Linked DNA regions of Urocitellus parryii: all the other regions are linked to region 3. Evidence: chromatin contacts called from public Hi-C data. All regions are on one chromosome and are shown on one strand. The core of a region is the stretch at or near the end of the contact, and the rest is flanking DNA. Distances in the headings are between cores, read along the strand shown. Region 1 holds the start of Tyw2 (tRNA wybutosine-synthesizing protein 2). Region 2 holds the start of Zhx1 (zinc fingers and homeoboxes 1). Region 3 holds the start of Fam91a1 (family with sequence similarity 91 member A1).

Region 1 (4,293 bases), core at 313-2,812, 510 kb after region 3:
GGCCAGCCCTGAGCACAAGGCACTCTGGTTTCTGGACTGAGACTCTGGCTGCGGATTGGAGTTGCCATAGGGATCTTACCTGAGCGTGAGCTAAAGAGACATCCTCTGGCAGACATGCACAGAACGCTCCACACCAATGGCAGAACACCCTTGTCTCAGGTGCCCATGGGCTGTTCTCCAGGACAGACCACACACCAGACCATAAGACAAGGCTTTAAAGGATTTAAACCACAAAATGTGTTTTCAGATCACAATAGAGTGAAATTAAGATCGTTATTAGAAGGAAACCTGGGGAAATCCAAGATCTAGAAATTATGCAATACAACTCTTTCATCTCCATTTTATGGCTATGGAATGAAGCCTTTCTTTCTCCCCTTGTGTCTTGGACATTAATTTTTGCATAGGATGAGACTCCAAACCTAGGTTTGATAACACTTTTGTCTACAGATTTAAGTAAAACAACAGGACCATTTGAGTTTATCAACCTTTGTTTGAATTTCTGATTATTTCTACATCCATGGAAATGTAATACTGCTTGAATGGCTATGAGCATGTTCATACAGAAAGACCTCAAAAGCATAATTGGGAACTTCAATTAACATTAACTTTTCTGGGTCTCAGAGCCCTAATCTGTAGAATGGTGGGAGGTAAGTATAAATGGGTCTCTTTAAAGTTATAATTTTGAATTATTTTAATTCAACTGTAGTGAATTCCATCTTTGTTCTTTTTAGGGTTATCAAAGCACTTCAATGGGTATTTAATAGTTGCCATATGATCAATACAACTTGTTACATTATATCTTTTTGAGTATGACTCTTAGTCATTGTTTAAAACATTTTTATATATAACTTATTTAATCAATATAATAGCAATCTCTGAAGACAGCTAAAGTAATTCCCATTTTAAAAATGGAGATTCCAGAGTTGAGAGATGACATGATTCACCTCAGCTCAGATCCTTTGGACCTCTAAACACTTGATTTTTGGACTGCAGGACAATGAACTGATGACGATCTTTGCAAGGAAAGTTGTATCTGACTCTTCACTTTTAGAAATAAGATGACTTTTAGCAACACTAGACCACAGACAGCCCTTCTGCAAATTCAGCCGATCATTTCCAGCTCACCTGTCTCTCTGGATTCATGAGCAGCATTAAACAGAGTGCATGAAGGTTCCGATTTGCACTGTTTGAATTTGAGCTGAGGTAAAAATTAAACAAACCTTCTAGCTTCATTTGCCCTTAATTGACTTACAAAACCATTAATGTTGGAGGTCACAAAATAATGTATTTGGAGGGCAATACATTATTACTTTCCCACTAGTTTTGCTGTAGATATTCAGCTTTACACGGACACCTGTAGAACATGTGAGATATGTTTTGTCCAAAATTATAACACAAGGTTAACTTTTTACAATCTGACGTCTGTAAGCCCCGTAAAATTCCTCCGAATTGTTAGCTTGTAGTAACTAATAGTTGACCACAACAAAGATGGCGGAAGCGGCCTCACCAGGGCAACGGGATCACCAATCGTCAACCGCATCTGTATATTTAGTTCCGGCTTGTTTGACGTAACTTCCGCCTCGACGCGGCGTGGGAATCTCTCCCTGAGGTGTCCGCGAATTTACCGAGGTAGGTGAACCTAGCCTTCCCGGAGTGGTGCTACAGGCTTGGAAAGCATGCGGGCGCCACAGCATGGAGAGGGAAGATGGGACGTCCGTGGCCGTTGTCGCAGTTGTGACCGAGCGGCGGTTCGCTCAGCGGTACAGGGAATTTCTCGAGAAGCAGAAACTCTTGGATAGACGGCACCGCGTGGAAAAGATGCCCGACGGCACCGTGGCGCTACCGGTGCTGGGGGAGACGCTCCCCGCGCAGCTTCTGGAGGAGCTGAGGACTCGCGTGGCCCCGGGCAGCACGTGCGTGCTGACGCAGCTCCTGGATCCTCTTCCTTCAAAGAAGGCCCAGGGTTGTTCGCCTGCCCAGAGACTGTGTCTGGAGGTGAGGCGCTGGGTAGAGGGCCGGGGAGTGGCGTGGTCGGCTGAATTGGAGGCTGATTTGCCCCGATCTTGGCAACGACATGGTAACCTTTTGTTGTTGAATGAAGACTGTTTCCAAAACAAGCAGTGGAAAAATCTGGGACCAGAACTCTGGGAGACCGTTGCCTTGGCATTTGGCGTCCAGCGTTTAGCAAAACGAGGGCGGGTATTCCCGGATGGCACTCGAACTCCAGCGGTGACTCTGCTGCATGGCGACCATGGCTGGGTAGAGCATGTGGATAATGGCATCCGATATAAGTTTGACGTGACCCAGTGCATGTTCTCCTTCGGAAACATCACTGAAAAGCTGCGAGTGGCATCGCTGCCCTGTGCTGGACAAGTGCTGGTGGATCTCTATGCAGGGATTGGTTATTTTACATTGCCCTTCCTAGTTCATGCTGGTGCTGCCTTTGTCCACGCCTGTGAGTGGAACCCCCATGCTGTAGTCGCTCTGAGAAATAATCTGGAGATCAACGGAGTAGCAGATCGGTGCCAAATACACTTTGGGGATAACAGGAAGCTGAAGCTCTCAAGCATTGCAGATAGGGTGAACCTGGGTCTGATTCCCAGTTCAGAAGAAGGCTGGCCCATTGCCTGCCAGGTGCTACGACAGGATACTGGGGGCATTTTGCATGTCCATCAAAATGTGGAATCTTTCCCAGGGAAGAATCCCCAGCCTCCTGGAAGTAGCAAAATGGAGAAAGAACATTGGCCTTATCCTCAGAAAATTATCACCAATGAATGGGAAAATGGAACTGCCAGAGATTTTAGGAGGAAACTGCTTTCACAAGCCACCAAGCTAGAGTGGCAAAGGTGGGCAGAATCTGCAGAAACTCGAATTGCCACTCTTCTTCAGCAGGTGCATGGGAAACCATGGAAGACACAAATCCTGCACATCCAACCGGTGAAATCTTATGCTCCCCATGTGGATCACATAGTTCTGGATCTGGAATGTCGCCCAGTCCTATAGTTGACTAGAGGAGGTGGATTCAGTGAGTGACACAAGGGATCCAAGGGGCCCTTAATGCTTCACTCAGGCTGGCCCTTAAGGCTTTAACTCAGGCTGGTCTCTCTCTCTTTTTTTTTTTTTTTTCTGGAGATCTTTTTAAATATTTTGTGGCTTGAAAGCAGACTCTAGACCAACCCAAATAATTTCATTTGACTTCCATTGATCACATTGGGAATGTGCTAAATATCTAGGAAAAACAGCATGGCTTTTTAAAAATAAGTTTAATCTGTGTAATCATAAAGTTCAGAATTCTGACCTCATTCTGACCTTGAGTACATGGTTTCAATATTCATTTGGTCATGGATTTCCTTGAAAAAAATTAGGGTTTCTTTGTAATATTTCACATGGCTGTTATCTAATAAGCAGTTATACACAAGTATTGGTTATTCTAAAGTGGAAAATACTGTTCCCCAAATCAGTCTAGCTACTGGAGAAATCTGCTGGAGAAGAGACCAGTGAGGAAGCTTCTGTGCTTGTCCTGGTGTGAGGTTGGGATGGCTTGGACTACAGTGTGAGATGGTGTGAGATGATTTTATTTGAAAAATAAAATCAGTGGACTCAAGTATGAATCCAAATCAAGACAATGCCGTTTTGTTGTTATGACTAAATTAGGGAGGGAATGAGAGTGGGGGTAATTAACTCCATTCTTCCAATTTAGCATTCCTAAATGAATGTAGGGGAGATGTCATAAAGTTTGTCGTGGTAGAAAAAGGATTAAAATCACTGCCTAAATCATAGGAAATCCAAATTTCTAGTGTTAAGCTGTGTAATCACTGTCAGTTGTTAGCACTATGGCTCCATTTATGCAACTCCTGGCTCTATGTAAGTGTGACCTGAGGCAAGATTTAGTTTCTTCACCTGTATATTAGGTCAACGATCATACATGTCCTGTAGGGTAGCTGATAGGTTTAAGTGAATTAACATATCATCAGAGTAATTGGCATATCTACTTCATTAATTCATTGTCAGCCTTGTATGCAGTAACCACATTTCCTAATTTGGCAGTGAGGGATTTCTATACATTTAGTTTATGTGAATCAGAATGTCAGTATGTTGAAGAAACAGGTACACTCCTGGGTTCAGTGCAGCACTATTCCCAATAGCCAAGAAATGAAAATAGCCTGAGTGTCTTCAACTGATGAATAGATAAAGAAAATGTGGTACCTATACACAATGGGATACTATTCAGCCATCAAAAAGAATGAAATCCTGTCATTTGTGATGATATGAATGAAACTGGAAATTATTATG
Region 2 (4,421 bases), core at 1,635-4,134, 380 kb before region 3:
CCCAAATCCATAATGCTGCAACATAAATAAAAAGGTTACTTTTCAACTACATTTGTGATCAATTTCATTATTTTAAAAGCACTTTAAATATTAAGCCAGAATTTATGGCAAGCTAAGTCCCAATATCACATTTTATGCTCAATGTAAGAAAGAAAATATATAATATATCATACCTTTTCAATTTACTGTGAAATATAAAAAGGAGAAACTATCAAGATTTACCACCACACATATGCTATTAATTTCATTAATAACTGTAAAATATTATTCATGTTTATTGAAAAAAAGAACTTACAAGGACCATTAAAGGTAAAATCACTGCTACCTCATTCATGACCTACCCTCCAAATTTAGTGAAATAATAAGCTCAGCTATAAGGGGAATAAATCTACTAACGAGCATCTACCACACAGGCACATTTATGTTTTCAGCCTTAGCATATTTTCAAACCATCTGGCGTCAATGCCTCTCTGGTTCACCCAGCCTAATCTGTTCAGAATTGAATATAAAACTAGAGTTACATGCACTTTGGGGAAACCAAAGAACAGCACACATGTATACTAATGTTCCAAATGTGAAGCTCAGAACTAGTTTATACTGTATCTTTAAAACATTTCCATTAAAGACATTAAAGCTCTTTTGAAAATGCAAGAATGGCTCAAGAAATCTGTATGAATCATAACTCTATCATCAGCTACCCAAGTCTTACTTTAATTTTTTTCTCATTTTAATTACAACTGTTAAATAAATCATGTGAAGACATACTTCTATAAAAAATCATCAATGCAATCATTTTTATATTGAAAGGATTCAAGGTTAGACATTTTATTTGCTTAAAATTAGTCTGCATAACCCTAAAATGCTTAGAGGAAGGAGAGAAAAACTAAAAGGAAAAAAATATCATGAAAGCCTTTCTTTTTCTGACCTGTTACTGCTGTATTGTCGTTGGCAGCATTCTCAATTCTTTTGCTTAAGATCAGGAGTCACAATTGCTACTTTAGAAATTAAAATAATCTATGAATATACTAGTGCCAATATCCCCGTTAAAAACAACTTTTTAATTTTCACTACAAGCTTAAAAAGAAATGACTTTTTTAATATATATGTTTTTATGACTTTATTTTATTTATTCTTTTTTTATGTGGTGCTGGGTATCGAATCCAATGCCTCACCCGTCCTAGGCAAGTGCTCTGCCACTGGGTGCTCTGCCACTGAGCTAAAGCCCCAGCCCCAAAAACAAATGAGTTTTTGAGGGCAATTTTTTCAGAAACAAAGATAATTCATGTAGCACCATATAACAAAACTAAAAGCTTTTAGACATAGACAGAAATAATGACCAACATCAACAAATGTAAAGGTACACTTACACACACACACACACACACACACACACACACAAACAAACTCCAGTCCAAAACAGTCACTATTCCTGGGGGGGGGGGGGGGGCTGCTTCATCCTAACTGTGAACTACTGTACATTTCATCTTGTGATTTTCCTTTTTTTTTTCTATAATATTACCCTCCAAGAGAATTTATCAAGTTACATTAAACCTCAACTTAATCACATCACAAGTTCCCTATCAGCCTTTTTAACATTTTTCTCTGAACGTGAAGCTCTTCTCATCTGTCTTTTTAGAAAGCTGGGCTGATGACAGAAACGTGCTGTGGAATTTCTGCTCTACCCAACCTCTTCCCTGCATTCCTATCCTACCGTCCCGTTCTCGCTTCCTAATTCCCCTGCCCTGGGTCTCGCTGATGCCTTCCCAAAGGCTTGATCGCTCGCTAAACTAAGCTAAACATATCAAACGGAATCTTTTCGTTCTCCGGGCTTTTTGCTCTTTCCTTACCGCTGTCCACGGAGGGAAGAAGAGGGGGAAACATCCTGAAACAAAGAATTTCAAGTCCCCTTGGACCTTTGGTGTAAATACATGGGGAAAGGGCATCTGCCAGACTCTACTTTCCGGCTACTAGACGCAGTTCCTCTAATTTCCCCTTCCCAGTCTTCAGATCCCCCTCACGAAATCACCAGGTCGTTCCCTTTAGGCCTCAAAGATTGAGAGACTCCTCTGGGTCTGCCCCCCATCCCCTCATACGCGGGCTGATAGGGATAGATGGCATTTCCATGCTCTTTAATTAACTTATCTCCTAAATCTCAGGGCTTCCTCAAAATGGTAATATAGTTGTTAAGGACTCAGCTCCGAGTCCTTTCCGAAGTGGGGGCGCGGCCTGGCCCCGAAATGGGTGCCCAGCCTTCCTTCCAAGGGTCTCCTGGGGATCCCACCCCAAAGCCAGTGCGCTCAGTTCCAGCAGGAGAATCTCTTTACTTTCAGGGAAGCTAAGTCCCCACGAGGTAGCCACACGTCCCCGAGGGCAGCACTCCTGAAACCCCCACCCCAGGACCCGCAAAACTGCCAGCGTCCTCGAGCAGGCGGACCCAATCCCCACTCTCCTCAACAACCCCAAGTTGTTCAGACCTCTCCCAAGCAAGGGGCTGGGATTTTTCCTTCCCAGCGCCCCCGCCCCCAAGCTCCTTCCACGCTGCAGAAATCCCGAGCGCGAAGGAGCTGTGGGTCTGTCCCTCTGCCGCAGCTCCCCAGCCGCAGGGCAGGCCAGGTCCCTCCTCCTCAGACGCCCCGCGTCGGGGCCGCCCCGCCACCAGCTGCCTCGGGCGGGCTCAGCCCCGAGTCTCTGCCCCGGGGCTGCCCTCCTCCGGCCGGCCCCCGCGCCGCTCCTCTTTGCCTGCGGGCCGCGGGCTCGGCGCTCCCTTCCCACTCGCAGACCCGGGCTTCAGGGCCCGCGTCGCGGAGCCGGCTCGCGCAGCTACCTGCAGGGGCCGCCGCGCCTCTCAGAGCCCCACCGCCGCCATCTTGCATTTCAAACCGGCTGCACTTTTCAGGGAGTCAACTCTGACCTGTGAACCCTAAACCCGGAACCACTCCGCGGTCCCGCACAGGGGCCTCAGAGCTCGGCGGCCAAGCAGAGAGCGGGGACCCGGGGTAGGGGTGCCAGGAGAGACGCGCGCCCCAGCGGCTAGCCGGGGCGGAGGGGAGGGGAGTGAGCTGGCCGAGGCGGGGCCCTCCGTGCACCCCAACCCCGCGCTGAGCCAGGCTGCCCACGCCTGGACCCTGCGGCTCCCTTGGGATCCGACCCCGGCCACTCTCCAGCATAGAAGAGTCGCTGGAGGTAGGGAACTGCCCCGCCCCCCTGTCAACATAAGCCCCGCCTTCCCCGCTTTCAAAGCGGCCCCGCCCCTTGCCCGCGCTAGCTCCGCCCGCTATCGTCAGAAGCCGGTGCCCTCTCGGGCCAGAAGGCAGCCCTGCCTTCGGGGCGCTCCGCCCTCCTACGGCGATGGTCAGGCCATGAGAGGTGGGCACGCTGTCTTCCTCTGAAATGCCGCTGTCACTGCAAACACCATGTCCTGGTGGTCGGAATACCAAGCCACGCCCTTCTGCAGAAGCCCCGCCCACTGTCACTAGAAACCCCGCCTTTCTGGGGCCCGTCTAGATTCCAGCCGCACCGCCCCACCCGCTATCAACAGTCCCGCGCCCCCGGTCAGCGGCAGCTCCACCTCTTTTCGCCCCCACTCCACCAGGAGCCGCGGCTGCAACCGCTGACGCCAAAAGTTCAGTCCAACCTCACTTTAAATCGTCCTGCGAGACAAAGTCTTTCTCTGCTCCCTCTGCACCTCAAAAGCACTGCTACCCGCTCACGAGCTCTTCTGGAGGGTTCTGCCCAAGCCCCGGTCTTCAAATCCCACTGCCTCAGTGTGAACCAGCCCCGCAGCGGACCAGCTGAGGACCCAGGCTTTCGGGAAAACCGGACGGCGTCACCGCCCCTCCTCTTCCCTTCAGCCTTCCCCCCACCCCATCATTGTTAAAATGAAGAATACAAACCAAAGCAAAAAGAAACGACTCACCCTCCAGGCAACTCGGCGCACATTCACGCGCACATTCACGGCCCGGACGCGTGAGAGCTCTTTGGCGCCTCGATGTTCTTCCCCACCCCCATCCCAGTCGTGGACCCTTTGTGCTTTGACAGCAGCGCTCCACTGAGCCACATTAATCCTCAAATATGCAGTTACTTAAAGTGAAAGCCTGATTGTTGAAATCAACGTACACCAGCTTCTTGTAGGTTGCATCTTAGAATCCTAAAAACTTCGTATGCTGGAGCTTAATGATCTTTTAGTCAGAAGAGCTCAATCCTGCCCTGCTAAGCCCTGTACTTAAAAAGAATTTTAACACCACTTCACTCTCCTGGAATTAAATTCATAATATAAACTACTTATACAAATAATTTTAAGAAATCAGTATAATGTTCTAATCATATAAAGACAAAACAGAGTAGTTTTTCGTAAAATGCTGTACTGATATCAATTTTTAAAAATAACTCAATAATAGGTTTTTCGTAATGTAAATGCTTTG
Region 3 (4,272 bases), core at 358-2,857:
CTGTTGTAATATGTCCACATTATATTTAATATTTGTTAAGCAAAAAAGATAAGTTTAAGATAAGTTTAACAGGCACACTCTTGCTTAATTGCTAATATAATGGTTTTCAGAGATTTAAAAACTAATTTGTCTTAATATTCATTGTTACTTAAATTAGATCCAAGACTTTGGAAGGATATGGGCTCTTCCACACTTAGAATTGTATAAAAGTTATTTTCTGGCAGATTTGTGTTGTTGGCTTTACATGAACATTATCTAAACTGGACTAGAAGGCAGTATAATGAGAGGTGGACTTGGGAAATCAAAGGATGGCTTTAGAGTAAGACAGCTCTGTCACTCCTGCCTGAGTGGTTTTGTGAGCAAGCCATATAGCCCTGCCAAGCCTCACTTTACTCTTGTATTAAATTGGGATAGTAATCAGGATAGTAATTTTCACATCGTTGTGAGGAATGAAAATCTCCTGCAAGTTAAGGGCTTAACACTTAGAAGCAAGGCAAACAATATTTGTTGAACTTATGTCTCATGGTTGGCATTCAGTTAACTTTAGCTATGCTGATGCAGGTCTGTAAACATAGGAGTCAAAGTTTCTATGTATAATTGGCTAAAATGAGACCGATATACCTATGCAAAAGTAGTGTGTACCATGTTTTTTTTGATTAATCAGATATTATGGAGTCTATGTATCTGATTCTCCAACTGTTTAGGTTTGAGTTAGGCATTTTATGTAACAAGTTCTGAGTTTATATATGTTAGTGTATAATAAAACATTTAAAACCATTGTTTAAAACTGAAAATAGTTGCAAAGTAACCAAAGTCATGAGATCGCTTAGGCATTGTAACGAATTCTAGAAGAAACTATTCCCAAAGACTGTCTTACTGGAGATATAGAGAGATGTGCTGGATTTCTGCCTTTAAAAAGAGGCATTGGAGGCATTTTTTTGAGCAGAAGACACCCAGAAGCTGCATGCCAAAGGTTGGCAATGGTCGTTGTCTTATCGATTCTCTTGGGTAGCCAGACTTGTCAGTACCAGTTTAAAATGTCTGCTCCCTGAATCTCTAAATTCAAAGAATTTAAATTTTGAAGCTCAACATTATTCTTCCACAAGATTCAGCTTTGATGTATCATGGCTTCTCCCTCATTCAGGGGAAGGTATTGATTTAAATATTCTCTGCTCCTGAGCCTGGACTCTGTTCACCTGGCCCTTCTTGGGGTGCAGGTGGTGGAGAGTCCCCATGGTGCTCACTACTCTTTGAAGCCAGCTATGGTCCTTTCCCCAGGGTGCTTTTTCTTAGACAACTGACCCCAGTGCCTGTAACCATCTGATTTTTGGGCCACCCCCATTTCGGGGAAAGTGAGTCATCCAACAATGGCAACGCAGGCCCAAGCGACCATCATAATTCATCCAGGGACTGAAAGGCCAACACCAAGCCTGCAGACAGGAGGCGACCTCCGGAGCATCTCCCGTTACCACCTCGTTGCCCCGCCCACCAGAGTTTAGGGGGCGGAACGGGCCAATCTGGAACTCCGCCCCTCCTGCCTTGCGTCACTGGCGGAAGTGACGCAATCCCAGAGCCATTTCCGGCGGGCAGAAACTAGGAAGAAACTTGGAGCCGCCAAGGCGCTCCAGCTACCAATCGCCGCCGCCGCTGCTGTGCCCTGTGGCCCGGGCCGCTCTGAGCTGTCGGGAGGCCTGACCATGGGGCAGCGCGGGCCCACCGCAGTGTGAGGCGCGGAGCCTCCCGCGGGCTCCCCTGACAGGCCGGGGACCGGCAGGCGGGAGGCGTCGTTCGGCCGCGGTCGCGGCTCCGGCCCGGGCATCATGAACATAGACGTGGAGTTCCACATCCGGCACAACTACCCCTGGAGCAAGTTGCCCGCCAACGTGAGACAGGTACGGCGGGGACCTGGGGTCGTCCCCGACCGGCTCGGCTCCGCCCCACTGTCACCTGCTCGTCCCTCCCCCGGAGCCCGCGCTGGCTTCTCTCGGCTGACTCCTGCCCTTTCCCCTGCCAGATTATCTGGAAAACCGACACTTGGCTCAGGAGGGGGCCATCGCTAAATGGGACGAATGGTGTTCAAAGAACTCGCCTTGTGCCTTTGCGCTGAGCCACCAGGCGCCAGGGATACCCACATTTAAAACACGGTCCTTGACCTCCACAACTTGAGGAAGATGCAGAAGGGACAGACAGAAATGAATACGATACAGGGGATAGCAGCTCAAACGTGCCTCCATCGTAGTGTAGATCGGGAGTAAGCAATATAGTCCATGGAGCATTGCGAGGATGTGTAGAGGAGGCATTCAAATTGGGCCTCGAGAGGACCAAGAACAGTAAAAGATGAAGGAATAGAATTTTTTCTAGATAGACGGAACATCATTTTCAAAGACTTGTCAGTGAAAAAACAAGTCTTGAGAGTAGGGAGCAACTGAATGTCACCACAATTTGGAGTTGTGTGTATATTAATATATTTGGAGGTGGAGTTTGGTAAGAGAGTGGCAGTAGTAGCAGATGAGGCTGAAAAAAAAAGTCAGGGACTGGTTTTGAAGGAAATTGCATGCATTGTTTTGTTGCACTTTATAGGTTAGAGGTGATGTATCAATAAGAACGACATGCGATGTTTGAGAGGCAGTGCTCAAATTTTTGAGTGGCAGTTTTACTCAGTTGTTTAACAGGTATTTATTGAGCAACTACTAGGTGTCATGCCCTGCTCTTACACAGGTAGTTTGCACCAGTAAACAAGACAAAGACCTTGCTTTAATGGAGCTTATGTTTTAGCAAAGATTAAGTAAACAAATGAGTAAATACATAACACAGAAGTTGGTGTTAAATCTTATGAAGGTTGTGATAATGTGCTACCTACCTATAAGGTACTGTTTTTCTGGTTACTGTTTCTCTGATCTTCAGTTCCTCCCATTATACTTGGTTGACAGTGACATTTTTGTTTTCTGTGGATGCTGGGCAAAAGTATTTTTGGAAAGCTTGGAATGCTGGTGGTGATAGTGAAAAAATTATTGTAGTTTACTTGCCTCCCTTCCTCTTTGGATCTAGGAAATGAGTAATTTCCTAAATCTAGGGTCTGGTGATTCATCATTTGACCAATGATGAATCTTTTTACTTTAAGACACCCAAACCTAAGAAAGTGGAAAGAGAACTTTCAGGGACTTACAAGGACAGTGGTTGACCTTTGTGGCATTCATTATCTACAAGTAGAAAAAACAAAGCTCTAATTCTGAAGGAATACATTTCTCTTGTTAAATTTGTTTGAGGGCTTTAGTGGACAGTTTTGTTCTTTAGAGTTTTGTGGCATATCTGAGGATGAGTACAAGAACCAATAGTCCTTGTTTTTCTTTTCTTTATTTCCATCTTTTCTCTGTTCCTGTTTTTATCAAAATAAGTATAACATTATTAAAGACACATGATTAGATTTTGACTAGCATGAATAATTTTAATTAGTATTGGCAGAAGGTTTTTGAAACCTTACTTATGTTTATTAAAAAACAATCACAGGACAGTGTTAAAATTAGGCCCAAATCTGAAATTACACTGTGGTCTGTCCTTGTCCCTGCACTCCCCCCCCCCCCCATGAAATCACTTAAAACATGTAAGCTGTTTTAGCTTAGTATAAGTTTGGCCATTTGTAGATGTTGCAAAATCCATCTGTACAAGTTTGCTTCCTTAGACTTTCTCTATTCTTACCACTGTTTCATAGGTCAAACTCTGTCTGTATCAGCTGTATGGTCTCCTGCCCACAGACTTCTCATTCATTCTTCATTCTGCACTGAGGGTGAGGCTTCTAAAGTGCAAACCCAGTTCTATCACCAAATATCTCCTTTATATTATAGTTTCTTTTTGAATCTCACTCAGATACTCCTCCTGGAAGGTTTTTCTGACCTTAGTCTGGGGTAGTTGCTCCTTGGATATGTTTTCATTGTATTTTATTTCTCATCCATCTAGGTGCTCACACCAATATGGTGTATTTTGTGGTTACATTACTTGTTATGCTTTTTTTTTTTTTTTTTTTTAACCATGAGTACCTCTACAGAGTTAACTTTTAGTAAACATTTGTTCAGTTGAATGATGCCATCAGTCTGAGATTTTTTTTCCTGGGGAGGTAAAGCTCAGTCATTTTAAAAGCAGGAAATATTCTTTGTAAGGGAAGAATATATTTTGGCATTATACAAATGGAATATTCTGATGATTTCCAGTAAGTTTTGATGAGTTTAATTTGGAAATGAGTCACATTTCATAGTTCTGAAAGTTGGGGGGAGGAAA

The links. Hi-C and Micro-C count contacts between places; a contact is called where the count stands out from the background.
Region 1: a contact with region 3 is called in a Hi-C map of muscle, with 3 times the contacts expected there. The contact joins the promoter of Tyw2 here to the promoter of Fam91a1 in region 3. A contact is called at or near these places in 2 of 2 Hi-C or Micro-C datasets (liver and muscle).
Region 2: a contact with region 3 is called in a Hi-C map of liver, with 3 times the contacts expected there. The contact joins the promoter of Zhx1 here to the promoter of Fam91a1 in region 3. A contact is called at or near these places in 2 of 2 Hi-C or Micro-C datasets (liver and muscle).

What each region holds. Positions count from the first base shown.
Region 1 is chr7:16,050,278-16,054,570 of mUroPar1.hap1, reverse strand. It overlaps Tyw2 (tRNA wybutosine-synthesizing protein 2), which reads left to right and starts at 1,562. Exons shown (of 2, transcript XM_026407760.2): 1 at 1,562-3,025. The coding sequence starts at 1,693. The coding sequence ends at 3,003.
Region 2 is chr7:16,944,690-16,949,110 of mUroPar1.hap1, reverse strand. It overlaps Zhx1 (zinc fingers and homeoboxes 1), which reads right to left and starts at 2,884. Exons shown (of 3, transcript XR_013343894.1): 1 at 2,825-2,884.
Region 3 is chr7:16,560,913-16,565,184 of mUroPar1.hap1, reverse strand. It overlaps Fam91a1 (family with sequence similarity 91 member A1), which reads left to right and starts at 1,607. Exons shown (of 24, transcript XM_026407667.2): 1 at 1,607-1,892. The coding sequence starts at 1,821.